2 separate regions of the Rattus norvegicus genome follow, and region 1 is linked to region 2. A link is a contact called in public Hi-C data. All regions are on one chromosome and are shown on one strand. Each heading gives the region's core, a stretch centred on a gene start, on an enhancer-like site or on the middle of the called end of the contact. The rest is flanking DNA. Distances are from core to core; before and after follow the strand shown. Region 1 holds the start of Rybp (RING1 and YY1 binding protein). Region 2 has its middle 230 kb from the start of Rybp.

Evidence for each region. A called contact is a pair of places that touch in the nucleus more often than the background predicts.
Region 1: a Hi-C map of kidney shows a contact between it and region 2, with 2.6 times the contacts expected there. The contact joins the promoter of Rybp here to the enhancer-like site in region 2. A contact is called at or near these places in 2 of 12 Hi-C or Micro-C datasets (kidney and liver).

What each region holds. Positions count from the first base shown.
Region 1 is chr4:134,482,749-134,488,632 of GRCr8, forward strand. It overlaps Rybp (RING1 and YY1 binding protein), which reads right to left and starts at 1,984. Exons shown (of 5, transcript NM_001399600.1): 1 at 1,872-1,984; 2 at 1,107-1,232. The coding sequence starts at 1,903.
Region 2 is chr4:134,253,609-134,259,718 of GRCr8, forward strand. No RefSeq gene overlaps it. Among named protein-coding and RNA genes, the nearest start is that of Rybp, 230 kb to the right of the region's middle. Within about 2 kb of position 2,528, at least 33 of the 93 cell types and tissues checked have an H3K27ac peak or open chromatin away from gene starts, as enhancers often do. A contact at or near this core is called in kidney, where this site is marked.

The DNA.
Region 1 (5,884 bases), core at 734-3,233, 230 kb after region 2:
CAAAGGTCTCATTTCTTAATAGTGAAATTCACAAAATTCCCCAGTAACTGGAGCAATTCATTCCAATTAAGACTTACAGCTGAAGCCTCCTTAATCCCAGATGTAAGTAAAGCAACTAGACCCTGACAAGGCACCTCGCTCAGAACATCCAGGTGGAACTAGTCACAATGGTATGCTGCCAATTCAAAAGCAAGCACCTGCTGTAATGAAACATTTAGCCTTCAACCTGGACGCCTGATGAGTCCTAAGCTAACTCTCACTTTCTTATGTGCTCTAAATACAGTCCCTTTAAATGGGAGCAAGAACGCCATAACCTAACTCTTCGAAACAGAAATTCTAAATCAAAGTTTAAAACAGCTGCAGGACTATAGAACTAGTTTTAATGTTACTCTACAAATAGTTCGAACTCATTTGCTACCACATGCAGCTAACCACTCTCATCTTAATATAAACGAATCCCTTTCAATGTTTTAACACAAAGCCATTAACACTAACTTAAGTCTATTCACCTCAACATCTCACACCATTCTACATAAGCTACTAACAAAAGACACATCAGCAGGCCCCTTGCCCCACAAATACACTTTTTCCAACCCTCCAGGATGTATCTTCAAGTGCAAAAAAGAGATATTTCCAACCCAAGACAGACAAAAGGCACGACCCAGTCTTATTGTACCACCATACCACCATTAAACTCAGGAAAAAACTAATTCTGGACAAATTAAAACTACTCTGCACACAACAAATACCAAAATGTCCAATGTCCTATGATCCATCACTATTCCCTTCCTCTCTCTCCCCGGTGGGAGCCAATAGCAACAAGCCAAAGGATGCAAATGTCAAATAAATCCAATGTCTGAAACAAGAGGAAAACCTGGGGAAAATCCCTCCCATAAATCCTTTATTTTAGCACGAGGCACTGAACGCAACTTGAAATGGCACGCAACCCCAACCACATCGCCCATCCCCAAATGCTAAGGGTCGTAATCAACAAGTTGGCAAGAGGGCGATCAATAATAATGAAAGTACGACTCACTCCCCTCTCCGCACAATAAATAAAGCCAAAACAAGTATTTCAACAAAAGCTAGCACAGGTCTTCCAGTACCTGGTGGAGGTGCCTTTCCGCACATCGCAGATGCTGCATTTAAAGGCTTCGGCGCTGTTCCTAAAGGTGCAGACGCTACAATCCCAAAAGCCTTCGTCTGCAGCCGGTTTCGCTTGTCTTTTTGGCCTTCCGAGGAGTGGAGAACCGAGGAGAGAATAGAGAAGAGAAAACAAACGCTGGTAAGCCGTCGTCAATTCACAGGAATCCGACGCTGGAAACTTCTCGCAGCGACCACCCATCCACCCCACTGGCGGGCACTGGGGCGAGAGGCCGACCGGCAACGCGGAGCCGGGCGCCCCCTCCGGCCCCGGGCACCGAGCGCCTGACGGCGGCGACGGCTCACGCGGGGCCGCGCCGAGCGCAGGAAGCGGGCCGACTCGTGGGCGCGAGCGCGGGGCGGCGGGGGCGCGGCGCGGGCCGCGGGCCGGATCCCGAAGGCGGCGAGCAGCCGGGACGGCCGGGCGGCGGCGCGGAGGGGGCCGGCGCCGCGCGCTGCCCGCCCCTGCTCGCGCCCTCCCGCCCGCCCCACCTGGTTAAATCTCCCTTTGTCTGGGCGGAGCGGCGACGGCGGAGGGCGGCTGAGGAGGAGCCGCCATGGCTGCGGCGCGCACGGCCGCCGGCCCGAGCGGAGCGACACCGCCTCCCTCCGCCCCCGGGTCTCCATCTTAGCGCGCCTCCCCCGCGCGGCCGCTCCGGCCTAGTCGCCGGTGTCCCCGCCCGCCGCGGCCGCCCTCCCCTTCCGCCCCTTCGGCGCCCGGCAGGTACCTGGTCGGGCTCTTCTTGTCGCCCATGGTCATGGACGGGCTGGCCCCCGGCGCCCCACAGCTGCGCGCGCCTCCGCTCAGAGGAGAAGCGCGGTCCGCAGCGTCGCGGAGCGGCCCCCGCCCTCCCGCGCCGCCCGCCCGCCCTCCGCCGCTGGGCTCGAGCTCCAGCCGCCGCCGCCGCCGCCGCCGCCGCTGCCGCCGCCGCCAGTCTCCGGACGAGACTAGTCCCCGCCAGCGCCGCCTCCGCCGAGTGACTGACGAGGGGCGGGGCCGGGCGCCGCGCGTCATACACCGGGCAACCAATAAGAGGACGACGACCGGCGCCGCGGGGGCGTGGCGTAGCGCGCGGGAGGGCGTGGCGCCGCGGGGGGGCGGGGCGGCCGGCGTGCGTGCCCGGGAGTGTGTGTGCGCGCGGGGGGCGCGCGTGCCTGCCGGTGGCCCCCGCGGCCCCGGCGCGTCTGAGCGTGCGAGCCCGGCAGGGAGCACGTGGCCGTGCCCGCGGGCCCCCGTGGCTCTGTGGCGGCCCCCACTCGCTGCGGAGCCCTGTGCGGCCGACGCTGGGACTCTGGCCCCGCAGCGGCTCCGCTGAAGTAGTTCCGCGCAGTTTGCGCGCGCCGCGGGGGGCTGCGCCTCGAGGCCCGCGTCTCCCGCACTGCCGCTTCTGCCACGAGGGGCTTTGTGGCTGTCTTCCCCAAGCGGCCCTCTCGGGCGGCAGCCAGACCTGCACCCTCCTGAGCCGGGGCGCCGGAGGGAACTCTGGAGAGGGTGTGGCGCAGCCTCGGGCCCCCGCAGCCGAAATAGGGCGTTTCCCCGGGGAAGTTGCTGTTCAGATCCAAGCGACCACATGCCCGCTTTCCAACCTCGTGTCGCGGTTCCTGCCTCTGCGAAATGAGGCTCCTAACGCTCCTCCCAGGAAGGGCACGGTGGATGAAAAGCACTCTAACCTGTACCCCGCACTTAGGAAGTACCAGGGCCCGACTCCGTTCCCTCCGGCGTCTGAGATTGGGAGAAAATTGGTACCCCTCACTTTCTGCCTTGCTCCAAGCATGCTCTTGCTACAGGGTTTTGTGACTCAGGACCCTCTACCCCCAGGCACTACAAGGAACCAAGTGGGGGAATGTCTTACGATTAAAGGAAGCCCCAGGTCGGGAGCGGAGGGGCGAGAAACAGGACCAATAGGTGATGCTAAAAGGTGGGGGCAGAGATGGGGTGTGGGGGACCGATAAGAGCAAGAGCTCTGGTTGACTTGCAAACTCAAAGTAGGTAGTTATCAGGACTGGCTCTAGGGAGAGGAGCAAAGCGGGAGACCCACTGAAGTTCCAGGAGAGCCAGAAAGCAGGAAGTCCTGGGATCTGAAGGGAGAGAATAACAGAGGGAGGCTCTGTGACTAAGATAAACTTGATCAGCACTAGATGTCCTCCAGGCAGGCACACCCAGGAGGGCCAGCTACAGTGTTCAGCAAGGGTCAGCAACCTCTGAGACCTGGGCCACTTACTTCTTAGGAGTGAAGGAGGAAGAGGAGGAAGGATGAAGTCCCAGGGGCAAAGGGGCCAGAGATAACCAAGGAATGTGCATGTCAAGGCATGGCCCTGGGCCAGCAGCCTTGGCCCCTAGGGTCGGCTTGGAGTATTTCCAGCATTCTGCCCCTGGTGCATTTAAAAAAAAAAAAAAAAAAAAAAATCTCTTTGGAGGGGGAGGCAGGGAACCACTGAAGGAACTGATGCAGCTTAGTTCCTGCCTAGCAAGCAGGAGGTCCTGGGTTTGATTCCCAAGCACTGGGCAAATGCAAAGAATAAGTAAAAAGAATAAATGATCTCCCCGAAGTCAAGAGAGGGTAGGTGGGATCCACAGGTCATAGGAAGGAGACTGACTTTATTTTTTATGTAGAAGTAAAACACAAACTTCAGTCTTGCACCTCAGTGCAGATTAGTCATGGCCTTGTCTACACCATGTAGGTAAGGGTGTTCTTTTCACCATCCTCCAACCTGCCTAGCCTCCAACCAAGGCAATCACTTTACTTCAACTTTGGTCAGCCAACATCAGTTTTGTCTCTTCATGAACTATCCCTAGAGTCATTTGGTATGCCTGGGCGGAACGTTTTCCTCTCTGTGGTAGAGATGGAATCATGGTAGGCAAGCTCTGCCTCTGACTTACACTCTCAGCCCCTGGCTGACACTTCTGAATAGGCAGACTTTCTTTGATATTCTTCCATTCTGTTGCCTGCATCCAAGTTCACACCCCTTTCTTTGCTTAATCTGGTAGCATCCCATGGCAACCACACCATCCTTTATCTTTAGGACACCTTTTCCAGGATGTCTTTTGTGGGGTGTGTGTGCGCATTCGTCTTGTGTTACCTTTTCAAAAGAGCTCATTTATTTCTAGGAACTTACTAAGAGACAGCAGATTCTTATTCCACTATTGTCTCAGGAATTCTGATTTTATTCAGTTGTGGGAAATGAGATTCCATCAGAAGTGTCTTTCTAGTTCCAGGAACACCCCACCCCTAGATTTGGGGGCTCATGCTCCATGACTTGAGCTGGGTAGCCTGCAGATCTTCCTTCAAACATTGCAAGTAAGAGGTGAAAGCCCCTCCCTCGTCCTCTGGCTCCTACACTTGAGCTCAGGAAAGAAAGGACAGCAAGTGTGGTGCGGCCCCACTTCAATCCCAACACCCAGCAGCAGAGTCGTGTGGATCTCTGAATTAGAAGCTAGTCTGGCCTGAACTTGAAGCCAGCCAGGGCTGAATAGACCCTGACTCAGATAGATAGATAGATAGATAGATAGATAGATAGATAGATAGATAGATAGATAGAATAGGATAAATAGATAGACAGACAGGCGGATGGAGACCACTGGTATATTCCAAAGAAAGGGTCTTGAAAATTGTCACTGTAGCTTGCTCTTCTCTTAAAATTTTCTACTGCTACCCTCAAACTGGGCTAGCCTAAATACTCAGACACTGAAACTCTGAACCTGAAAATACCCAATAAAGGCATGATAAACAAATGGGAGAAGCAAGCCTGTCTCCAAGTACCTCAAGGTTTCCCCCAGGCCCTCCCATGTCGCCCTAATGGTTTGAGTCTCCACTGGCAGTCTAGGCTGAGGTTTACAGTGAACTGAGGACAGTGAGGGCTAGACATGAAAATGTTTCCCTATGCCCAAAGAAACTACCACCAACAGATGGGTCTTAGAAGAACTATTTTTTAAAGATTTTTTAATTTTATTTTATGTGGATGGGTGCCTTGCCTGCATGCATGCAGATGCACCACATAATTGCCTGGTGCCCACAGAGGCACTGATCTTCTGGTACTGTGAGTGAACAACTCTGTGGGTACTGGGATCTGAACCCAGGTCCTCTGGAAGAGCTAGCAACCAGCGCTCCCAGCCACTCAGCCTTCTCTCCAGCCCCAGGAAGAACTATTTTTCACTTGGGATTATTTTCTTGACATTTTTTTCTTCTCTTAAATGATTGGCTCGTTTCAGTATTCCTTCTTTGTTGTTTTGTCTTTGTTTTTTTTTGGGGGGGGGCTGTTTTTCAGATAGGGTCTCATGTAGCTGAGGTTGGCCTACTCATGAACCTCCTAACCCTACCTCCCAACTGCGGGATCACAGATGTGTGCCCCACTCCTGCTTATCCCAACTTTAATGGAATAATGGCAATAGTGAATGGTAGTGGATTTTCTCAAAGTGCATTCAGGCGGCCACCAGTTCTAATGTAGGTTACTTTCCCAACTCTACCCAGTCATCTTATCCTTGAAGGAGTTAGGGCACTGAGATCACAATGGCCTTAATGAACCTTCCAAGGGCCAGTGCGATTGAAGGGAGGAGGAGGGGAAAAAACAGTGTCAACAGGTGACTGGAAAAGCCAGCTGAGAAGGATAGAGACTTAGAAAGGTTGAGATTTCAATTGTAATGGCTAACGATTAATGCCCTTCTTTGTACAGAATGTCCCTTTAGAGGGCCAGAGAAAATTGTTTCTTGGAGGGAACAACCAACCACCTGGAGTGTCTCAGG
Region 2 (6,110 bases), core at 1,278-3,777:
AAAGCCCTAGAATGTATCCCCGATGTCTTTTGGGAGTCAGTTAGTTAGTGGGTAGATACGTCTGGGCAGCTGAAATCACACAGCCCTAAGCACAGAAACCACCACACTCCTGAGGCAGCACAATAAAACAGAATCCGCGGGGCTGGGGATTTAGCTCAGTGGTAGAGCGCTTACCTAGGAAGCGCAAGGCCCTGGGTTAGGTCCCCAGCTCCGAAAAAAAGAACCAAAAAAAAAAAAAAAAAACAGAATCCGCCTGTCATATGTAGCACTAGGAAGGTATGGCCGACCCTGTCAATCACAAGCCTTGTCTCGGCACTCCCTTTCTATAGCTGATGGCTTCCCAGATCTAATCACCTCTGGCTCAGGACACAGGATACATATGTCTGGAGTAGCCTTTCTCAGCTGTGATTACCAGAATTAAGTGGCCCTGTTCCCAGCTTTCTTCTCTTGGATAAGGCTGCTCTGGGGTATGATCCACAGTATCTTCTGGAAGGCACCACTAAGACAGAGCCCACCTATCCCACAGGTACACTCACTCCTGCCGCTTTCCCTCCTCTTCAATGACCCATTTCCCAACCAAAGCTTACCTGCAGACATTTGTATTAGTCCCTTTCCAGTTGCTATAACAAAAGGCCCCAGGCTGGGAACTTACAAAATTAAAAAGATTTGGGCCAGGCATGGTGGTACAATGCCATTAATCCCAGCACTCAGGAGGCAGGGGCAGGCAGAACTCTGAGAGTTCAAGGCCAGCTTGGTTCACAAAGCAAGTTCCATGACAGCCAGGACTGTTGCATAGAGAAACTCTATCCCAGAGAAAGGATGGGGGAGGAAGAAGAAAAGGGGGATAGAACGGGGTAGGAGAAGGGAGAGGGAGAGAAAGAGAGAGACTGATTTTATATGACATAATTCTGGTGATTGGATAGCATCTCTACTTATGGTACTGACCTCCTAGCCAGAGTCCCTTTGATTGTTCCAAGCCTGGCAAGCAAGGAAAAGGAAGCAGTTCTACTGTAAATGGAACTAGGGACACAGGCAGAATCACTTTGCTGTATGATCACCTGCTCATGTGAGAACTTGCCTACTAATGAGACCAACATCAATCCCTGCCAAGGGTACCTGAGGACTCATGACAAGACCCCGCCTGAGAGACCTGGCATCCCAGCACACAAACCTCTGGGTGAGATACTCAGCCCATAGTAGACTATAGCAGCTTCCCACTTAAAGCCTTCCCATCCATGAACAACAGATGGCAATTGTTCAACACTTTGTATGCACCTTCCCCTGGGGAGTAGGCTTGTGCAGGGGCCAGGACACAGCCAGTATAGAGAAGGGAGGTGGGCTGAGCGGAGAGTGGCAAATGGGGCAGGGATTTGGGGTAAGGAGCTATCCATCTTCAGCTCCCCCTCTATCTCCATGGGTTCAGCATGCAGCCCATACATCACGCTTGTAAACGTTTACTGCAGGTGTTTCACCAGGACCCAGAGTTATGGGCTTGCTGGAGAAGCCCTCGGGAAAACAGAAAAGGCATTTACTGTGGAGTTTCCAGGCTGGATTTTCCATTAGTAATTGTGAAAGACAGCTTTCATTAAGTGTTTACTCTTTGTCAGGTACTGTGACACCAGGAGACAGCCTCATTCGGCTGCCACAGCGAGGGTGTGTAGTAGGTACTGTTCCATTTCATCCATGGTTGAAGAAACTGGGTCTCAAAGAGGTTAGATCACTTGTGTAAGGACCACCAGCTCAGTAGGAGATACATTAAGCCACCTACTCATGACTGTGTACCAAGCCTCTATCTTATAAAGGTCAATGGACCAAAGCCTCTTGCCTCACATGCCCATGGACCATAGCATCCAAGCCATGGGCATTCCTCTGTTTCTGGAGAAATACTGATGATCCCTTGCGAATGTTGAAGAATTCCCCATCTGTGCTCTACCCTTCTGCCTTGGTGAGCTCGTGCTGTTCATCAGAGAGAAGGGGCAAGACGCCACAGTGACAGAGAAGAAAAAGAAAGCCACCACCATATCAGTGCCCTGTGCTAGTCCCCTGGGCCTGGAGAATACTTCCCTGTGCCTTAAATTTCTATGGAAAAAACCCTCAAAGGTGCAGACATCAATCTAAGTGCTAGCTATAGAATCCACAGTGGCCAATGACTCTGTCACACTGGGGACATTTTGTTCAGGCTGGTGTGAACCAGCACTTCCCTCCAAGAAAGTGCCACTCAGCATGGTATCTTTGAATGAAAGAGAATCTCATTCTTCCCTTTGATTTCCACCAAAGCAATGGGAAACGCTGTCTCCCCAGGCAAAGAGGTGATGGTTCAGCTTTCTCTGGCTTCCTTGGGTACATTTGCCAATCTCGAATCCTAATATTGAGCCGCAGCATGCATCTGCCTGGCACCGGATCCCTGATGAGCTTTGAAGCAGCCTACTGGGAAAGAGGCCAGCTGCCAGGCCCGCAGCATGCACACTCCACCGAGGACAGTGCTTGGCAGGGGCCCCAGTGTCTGAGAGACAAGGGTCACTGTGGCTGGGCTTCAACAAGCTGGCTTGGATTACTTGGTGATTGGCTCTGTGCTCTTGGAGCCTGGTCAGGTCAACCTGACCCCAGAGGCCTATGAAATAACATGAGCAGTTGGCCGGCCACTCCTGATCAGGGCCAGGAAGCCAGAGTCTCAGTTGCTAAAAGCTTTAGCTGACTTGTTCTGGAACCCATTCGTGAAGCCTACAAATGGCTATGGGCTCCTGAGGGAACTCTTTGCCCTGCCAGGAGGGAAGATGGAGGAAGGGTGGTGGAAATGTGGGGTCAGGAGGTCAGAGGAGGGACAGGGGATAAGAGGAGGGGCTGCCCCTTCTAGGTTGGATTTCTCAGGCTTCAAGGTCAGTTGTGGCTGGAAATGGCCAAGGAAAAAAATAGGAGAGTGGAGTTCTAGAAGTCAGTCAGTCAGTCAGTCTGTCTTTTTCTCTTGACTGATCAAATATTTCAGGAGGGGCTGAGGAGGTGGCCCAATTGGTAAAGCACTTGTCAGTTTGTGTGAGGGCCTGAGTTGGATCCCCATAGCCCGCATATAAGGAGGTGGGCGTGGAAGCATGGGGCTGGGAGGTGAAAACAGGCAGATGCTTGGGCTGGTCGGCTATAGCAATCAATAGGCCACTAGCCTACTTAGTGGTCTCCAGATCAATGGAAGCCCTGTCTCAGAGGAAAAGGGAACAGCACCTGTGGAACGACAGCTGAGCCTCCATACCCACACACCTGTAAAACGTGAACACACACACACACACACACACACACACACACACACACACACACTTTAACAGAGTCTACCACTGAGGTGACTGAGTGAGGACCAATCGTGCATATGTAAGATCAGACTCTGACCTTATTTCAACTTCTTTAAAATTTCCTTTTGGAGAAGTTTTGCGTTTGTGTTGATTTTATTGTGGATGTGTTTGGTTCCACATATGTCACTGCACACTTATGGAGGTCAGAGGATAGCTTGTGGAAGCCAGTTCTCCCTTCAACCATATGGGTCTCAGGGGTAGAACTGAGGTCATCAGGATTGGAGGGAGGCACCTTTCCTTCCTGAACCATCTTGTAAAGGGAGGGAGGGAGGGAGGGAGGGAGGGAGGGATGGAGGAAGGGATGGAGGAAGGGAGGGGGGGAGAGAGAGGGAGAGATTGATTAAGGATTGCTTTGACATAACATTAAACTTGATGACTGACATTTTAGCCACTGTTTCGTAGTACTGGGAATGGACCCAGGGCCTGTGCCTGTTAGGCAGATGCTCTACCACTGAGCAATATTTATTAGTTAGGGTGTCTATTGCTGTAATAAAATACTGTGACCAAGGCAACTTCTAGAAGGAAAGGTTTATAATTGGCTTTATGTTTCCAAAAAGATGACCTCCTCACCCCAATCATCATAGTAAGAAAGCATAGAGCAGTCAAGAGAAAATATATTCTCACTGCAAGCAGGAAACAGGAAGGCATGACAGAGGCTTTGAAACCTCGCCACCCGCACCCAATGGCATGCTTCCTCTAGCAAGGCCACACCTCCCAAACATTGCTATCAACTGGGACCAAATAGTCAAACCCCTGAGCCTCTGGGGGCCACTGTTTCAAGCTACCACACAGTGACTAAGGTTTTTACAGCCTGCGCGCGCGCGCGCACACACACACACACACACACACACACACACACACACACACACACACACAGAATCAAAGGAGCCATGTGACCTAACTTGGCCCTATCTTCTCTGCTGCTCGTGTTTCTGCAACAACAAATGGTCACATCCTTGTCATTGCCTCTGCCTCCCTCACCAGAAAGGATATGTTGGGATCTGTATCAACAGCCCACCATGGGTTGCCAGACTCTGCCAGCCCTACCACAACCCTCATCTCGAAGTACAGATATCTTAGAGGCACCAAAACACAGCCCTGTCACAGTAAGGAATGAAAATACAGACTTCCTCTTAGATTAATTTGACTAAGGGTGAATCCAAATTTCAATTCTTCACCTCTGTATGTTCCGTCTATCTGCTGTCTGTGTACTGGGATATCTGTAGTCTATTATACATACCTGTGCCTGCCCCTGCCTGACTGCTACCTGATGTCTGACTCTCCCTATGTCTGTCTGTCCCGAGTAAAGGGCTTTGCTCTGTAGTTATTGAGCAGCACAGAAAATAAGGCATGGGAAAGGGCTATGACACTTCTTTATGGAAATCTTTAGCTGAGTTTTGCAAGGGGAACGGTAACTTTACAGACTCCAGGTGACCCAAAAGCACTGGGTACTGCAAGCACGCATTAGCAAGCCCTGTCAGGTTGCTTCCAACATTTATGGTAGATGTTCGTTCTATGACATCGCTTCCAACCTGTTGGCTGCCTTTGTGACTATATACACTTGCAAATGTACATTACCCTGGATCCGGGGCATGGATAGGCCCAGAACTTGAGAGTAAAGCTATGCATTAGCTTAGGCTGTGAGAAAAATGTTCCCATGGGAGACCCAAGGCAAGTAACATCGCTTACATTGATTTCTTGTAGGCAGGAGAAACTAAAGCAGGGGGAACACACAATAGGATAGCAGGCTAAGTACATATTCCTAGATGTTTTCAAGGTGTGCTGACTTTGCTGTAAGGACTGCCAAAGGTTTAGTAGCTGGGGGTCAAAAGGTATTTTCATAGTATCACTATAGCCACATTCTACCAACAAATGTCACAGTTAGCTCTGCATATTCAGGATGTTTCTCTCCTAGGATCCAGAATGCCTCGCTGCCTATGAATTCAGAAGGGGATGGCTCGTGCCTCACAGACATTGCTAATTGATTAGCAAGGATAGATATGGCAGAGTGTGTATCCACCATCCCCTTATAACTGGGAGAGCATCTCAGAGAGCTTCTTCCATGGGAATTAGCTCCTCCTGTCCACAGAGGCCTCTGGCTAGGACCAGAGGCCACTGTGTCCTCCTCCTTTTCCCCCTGGGGGAAGTAGGGCTCAGGGCCCAGAAACCATTACTCTTGAGTCAGTCTTGGGATCTGCTTCTGTTGAGATAGGCATCAGATTAGTGCAGAGTTTTTACTCTGAGCTTCGCATTGTGAGAACTGTCCCCTGAGCTTAACGTACTGTCCCCCCCACACCCGCCAGATCAGCTGTGACCACCCACAGGAGATGTGAACACATGTTCAGCACATGCTTATCAACTTTATAGGCTTCAGTCAGCTGATAGCCATACAGCCGGTGCTACGGAAGTCAGTGTCAACTGTCACAGAGCCAGAGGCTGCACTGGCATAGTCCCTCCCGAGTCCTGCCACACAAAATGATTGTTTTTTTAGTAGGTGCTACGGCACCAGAAATACTGGCAAGTGTTGTGCACTGGCACCTGTGGCTCCAGTGAAAGTGAAACAGGAGGTGACCAATAAATAACTGTTGCTTGTCGAAGAGGAGAGACTGGCGAATGCCTTAAGGCTTCCTACTGAGGACCTGAGAATATATGGCCCAGATGGTCCAGAGCCGGTGAGCACCTGGGCCTCCCCTTCCTGTCTCTTGAGCCTGAGAAGAGCGTGTGTGACCATGCAAGGGCCTGCTGCCCACTCAGGCCCAGCCTGACTTTGTC